Linked DNA regions of Macaca mulatta: region 1 is linked to region 2. A link is a contact called in public Hi-C data. All regions are on one chromosome and are shown on one strand. The core of a region is the stretch at or near the end of the contact, and the rest is flanking DNA. Distances in the headings are between cores, read along the strand shown.

What was found. A called contact is a pair of places that touch in the nucleus more often than the background predicts.
Region 1: a contact with region 2 is called in a Hi-C map of blood, with 2.5 times the contacts expected there. The contact joins the promoter of SLC31A1 here to the promoter of PRPF4 in region 2. A contact is called at or near these places in 5 of 14 Hi-C or Micro-C datasets (CD4 T cells, blood, cortical neurons and 2 more).

What each region holds. Positions count from the first base shown.
Region 1 is chr15:45,088,732-45,091,431 of T2T-MMU8v2.0, forward strand. SLC31A1 (solute carrier family 31 member 1) reads right to left here and starts at 1,366. Exons shown (of 5, transcript NM_001257506.1): 1 at 1,230-1,366. It overlaps FKBP15 (FKBP prolyl isomerase family member 15), which reads left to right and starts at 1,590. Exons shown (of 28, transcript XM_077968299.1): 1 at 1,590-1,705. The coding sequence starts at 1,653.
Region 2 is chr15:45,038,007-45,040,706 of T2T-MMU8v2.0, forward strand. PRPF4 (pre-mRNA splicing tri-snRNP complex factor PRPF4) reads right to left here and starts at 1,418. Exons shown (of 14, transcript NM_001261569.1): 1 at 1,339-1,418; 2 at 394-571. The coding sequence starts at 1,365. It also overlaps a transcript of CDC26 not described here.

The DNA of each region.
Region 1 (2,700 bases), core at 116-2,615, 51 kb after region 2:
TTAGATGTTTCAGGGCTGCAATCACAGTGACCAGTATTGGGGAGAGTGATTAAAAAGTGCCATGGTACTTAATCCAGTTATTCCCCCAACACCTCTAAGAGGTAGCCAAGTTCACACACTAAACAGAGCTACTGCAACAGTTCTAATGCTAGTCCTTAGATTCTAGTTCCATTTCCGGTTCTAGTGCTTAGATTCCAGTTGCATCATTCCAACTGTGAGGCTTCGCTGCTTTAACATCTTTGCCAGGAGGTGCAAAGTTCTCTGGGAGGGAGAACTTCGCTTCAATTTCATACTGACAGATTGAAACATTCAGGTAAGGGACACCTGTAGTACCAACCTGACTGTGAGGGGAAGCCCAAGAACTCCATTGAGTCTGTGGACGCTACACTGGGACACTATCTCCTGAGCCACACCTTACCTAAGCCAGGACTACCCCAGGATTGTTTCGAGAATGAAACCAGGTTAACCAAAAAAATACTTAGGTAAGATACAGATAGGGTGGAAACTGGAGTCAGAGGAGTCCGTCACAATTGATGTTGATTTAGGACTGTCGCAGGAAGACCCAGGGAAACCCACGCCAAGGTTGGGCTGGGGATGTGTCTGCCTCCAAAGTATCCTCCTTTCCATCACCCACCGCCAGAATATCCTAGTTCTTCTGCACCTCACCTGCGTAGAATACAGGTGGACTCTAGAAAGGGAATTTTCCTCGAGGTGTATGCTACAGTCTTTCAATAGCCATTCTGTAAGGGCACACAGTGCTTAAGGGCTGGTAACGTTCTTGTTCACGCACTAGCTCACTATGTCCTGAATCAAAGGACGAGGAATCCAGTCTCAGTCTGCCCTTTACTCTTTGTGACCTCGGACTAGTCACCCGGGTGCTTAGTTCCTTCGTCTCCCTATCTGTAAATTCTGAGATTACGAGGAGGCCGGGATCGAAATCGATGGCCTCTGAGCTCTAAAAGCTTCTGGACCAGCCGGCACATGGAAGCACTGGACAAATGGCCGGTTGCACACACGGGGAAACTGAGGCACCGAGCACCGCGGCCCAAGGTCACTCTGGCTAAGCCACTGCAGGGACCGGGTCGAAGCCCAAGTCTTTAACCCTCCAGTCCCGCGCTCTTTCTCCTTCCGCGGAGCTGAGGAGAGCGGCCAGAAGGGTCCTTGTCCCGCTGGGGAAAGCACGGTACCCATGCACAGGGGTGCTAGAGAGGGACCGGGAGAAGCCTTACCTTCCCAGGTCGAGTCCAGCCACTGGCGCCTCTCTCTCCCAATCTTAACCCGTCACCCCCTCACGACTCCTCGAACGGCCCGTCCACTTCTACCCGGCTCGACGTGTCCACGACAGCCTCCGAGGCCGAGGATTTCCCGCCCCCTCCCGCCCCCTAGCATTACCGACCAATCCCTGCACGAGACTGTGAAGCTCCGACCCCCTGCGGGCTGGAGAGGCCTGACGTCTGGCGGCGCGAGCCTCTCATTTGCCTTTGCCCCACCTTCTCCAGAGCCTAGACTACTTTCAGCCCAGAGACCGTGAGGGAGTTCACCCTGCCGGAAAGCAGCACGCCGCCGCGGCATTTTACGACGTCGGCGGTGACAAGCCCTGGGACTCTGGAAATACCCAGCTTCCTCCCCGCAGCCTGGTGAAAGCCAACGCAATGTTCGGTGCGGGGGACGAGGACGACACCGATTTCCTATCGCCCAGCGGCGGGTGAGTGACTGAGAAGTATGCGCTGGAGGGCGTGGCTGAGAGATACCGGCGGATTTTTGGAGGGGGGTCGATCTCTTCTCAGGCCTTTTCCCAACTTCCGGGGGGAGACTCTTGACACATTCCGGTGCTCTACACCTCTCAGAATCTGGGCAGAGCTTCCAACTGTGCTGACTCTGCCAATCTGAGGTTCGGGACCCGGCATCTCTCTTGGCGCGAAGATAACCCTGGGGTTTGCCTTTTGCATTCTGGGTCACAATTTCTCCTGTGAAATGGGAATGATTGCTGATGAAACTTCCTGCCTCAGAATTTTTGTAGGAGTCACCTGGGGCTGATAAGAGACTTTCTCTTCTCCGTGGAGAAGGCGATGACACTTTAGAACCGGGCCCTGGTGGGTCAGCTCTAGCATTCTTCAAGGCCCAGCTCGGATGTCACGTTTTGGATGCTTTTCCTTCTCCTGCAGCCTCAGGCAGAATGAATTGCTTTCTCTTCCTTATTCCTACAGTTAGGTGTGTTTGCCTCTGTTCTTGTACCCCAAACCTATTAGATTATGAGTCCTCACAGGACAGGGACTGCTTATGTTGTTCATTTCTGTCTAGCACTCAGCATGGTACCTAGCACATAGTGAGTGCTCAGGAAGTGGCTGTTGAATGAATAATAGCTGCGAAACTGCACTTTGTAAAGTTTAAAGCTTAAAACCAACGTAACAGACTTCCGTCATTCTCCAGTTTCTTCAAGCGTTATATTAATATATACCAGCCTGGGATAGAAATCTTTAAAGAGAGGCAGGGTTTTGTCTCTTTCAGTGGTCAGTTTAGCCTTTTCCATTGTGTTGTGCCGGTGGACAGCTTGACTTCCTCCAAACTTGTGAGCTACCAAGCTCTGATCATTGCAGAGCTTATCTTTGAACATATGCTTAACAAATTTTGTGCGTGCTGAAGAATGTACTGGAAAAATGACAAATACACCACATATGCTCCTTAATCTGCTAAATGCTA
Region 2 (2,700 bases), core at 168-2,667:
AAGTTTAAGAATTGAAATTCTGCCAGGCGCAGTGGCTCACGCTTGTAATCCCAGCACTTTGGGAGGACGAGGGGGAGGGATCACAAGGTCAGGAGTTTGACCAACATGATGAAACCCCGTCTCTACTAAAAATACAAAAATTAGTTGGGCTTGTTGGTGTGCGCCTGTTATCCCGGCTACTCCGGAGGCTGAAGGAGAACTGCCTGAACCCAGGAGGCGGGGGTTGCAGTGAGCAGACATCGCGCCACTGCACTCCAGCCTGGTGACAGAGCGAGACTCCGTCTAAAACAAAAGAACTTAAATTTTTTGACATTATAAAACTGATGATATTCAAGTTTAGGAAAGTATTCATTACACAAAGAGGTAAAGATGGGTTCACAATTTGCATCTTACCAGAGGTTATATTAATATTTCCAGCTTCGATCCCTGCTTTAAGTCCTTCTTTCCCCAAAATCCCAGACTCTCCTTTGGCCAGACGCTCCCTCTCCTTCTCTTCCAAACTTCCATAATAGATGTGTGGTTTCTTCACAACCGGAGCAACTAAGTCATCGGGTGTTTTAGTTTTGGTTGCCTGCCAAATCAAAAATCTGGATTAAATTGAGGTTTAATCTTGGCAATTTACCGGATTTCCCGAGGATGAAGCTCGCCCTGAGTTTCACAGTCCTATTTCCTTCATAATTGAAAGGACAAATTGGACACTACTTAAGATGTTCTTCATCGATTTGAGGTGAAGGGGAGGGTGTTTCAGTCCCTCACTTTAGCTGACGGGATTGATAAAACTAGTGAGGTTCTCTCGAGTATTTTCATATGAAAGGTTTGCTCTGGAATCTGTTTACTTTATTCTGCTGGAAACGTGGAATCTCGTGTTTTACGATGTATCCAAGATTACTGCTCATCACTGGGGAAATATTAAGGATAGATGAAATAACCAACGCGGTGCTAAAGGATAACAAGTTACAACATTACGAGTGTATACATTTCAAACGTTTCTAGACGTGAGGTAGAAGTTAGTAGGTCTCATTAAAATTTTGAGATCTGCCAAACGCATAAACCTTGGCCAAGACACTTCCCTATTTCAGAGCACCGTTACTGGATGAGTCGGAAGAGATGTTTGCCCTTTGGGGCTGTAGTGGGAGAGGTGCAAATAAGCTACAGTCCACGAAAGCGCTTAGGGGTCAGGAAAACGGTGGTCCGCTGTGTAGAAGACCACTGAGTCCCGCAGCCTTCCTCCTCAGCCCTCCACCGCCTTCTCTCGCTCCCTAACGGCCCCTTCCCGCAGAGATCCTCTTCCCCCTCCGCGCTCCCTGCCAGAGTGAGTTGCGATCCCGGGCTCTGTACCGTGGAGGAGGTTCGCGAGGAAGCCATGCTGGGCTCTGGAGCCGCGAGGCCCCAGCGAAATCCAAGCTCTCCGTTTCAGACCTTCCACCGCGCGCCCAGCAGAGCGGAAGTGCGTCACTGACCGGAAGTGTGTCGCAAACAGGACATGGGCCAAGAGCCGTCGCTGCGCCCGGAGCGGCGCGGAGCATGATGGAAGTCGTAGTAGGAAATGGCGTCGTGGCATTGAGGGGCATCCCTCCTAGAACCTCCAAGAAAAGCTCGCGGAAGACGAGGTTCTGCTGAGAGAGAGGCTCCAAGCCGTCTGGGAAGTGTAGTCCAGTTGGCGTAGCAGTAGTTTCGTGGAGGGGAGCCGAGGTTCCGGGAAGGGGCTGAGCCGACTTGAAAAGAGGTAGGTAAGTCGACTCGCGCGGCTCGGGGCTGAACTCTGGAGCGAGTCGAGGGCTTCCGGGGCCCGCTGTGCCTCCCCGGGCCTACGGGGGCGTTTACGTCTTCTGGGAGCCGAGGACCGTGTTACCATAGAAACCCTGGGATCCGAGGTACAGGCCTGGAGCTAGGGGACGAGGACTGTTCTCTTCCATGGTCCGGAAGTCTTCCCAGGGGCCACCTATGAGCTTGATGGCTCGGCGGTGGATTTGGGCTGCAGCGAGAGATTAAGCTAGAAGAGCCCGCTGGTGCCAAAGTCAAATAAAGACCCGGCGGAGGAGCTTCGGCCTGATTTTGTTCATTTGTCTTCAGCCTGGTCTTTGTATCAGATTGAGAGTAAGATGATGGTTAGGAGGGTGTCAGGGAACTGTACGTCTCTCTGCCCTGCTGGATGCTGGGGTATTAGAGACGAACAGCATAAGGTTTTTATCTCCACGTGGACGGTGGGAGATCCTCAAAATATTGACGTTTCCGTAGCTGGCCAGATCCTCATCCAACCCCCTAGAAAAATTACAGCCATAATAGGTGTTATTTATTGAACATTTATTAAATGCCAAGTAATGTTCCAAGAGCTTACTCTGCATTACGTTATTCACTTCCTACAACAGCAAAGTAGGATACAGATGAGGAAACTAAGGCCTAGTTAGAAATGAAACTAATTGTTCAAGATCAGTGGCGCAGTGGGATTAGAACCTGTGCCCTTTAACCTCTACAGCCAGCACTTTTAACTGCTACTCTATACTGCTCCGTAGTGGCCAGTTTTTCGCAGTTTGCAGAAAAGGTAAAATGTATAGTAGACCTTTTTTTTCCTTTTAGGTATCCCTATCCCTCTCTTTCCCTCTTTGGAACTTTGGCTTTCTCTACCATTTGTCTGCATTGGAATCTGGTAGAAGATAATGCCTGATTTAGTACAAAGCAATTTGAAATGTAATGTGCCAG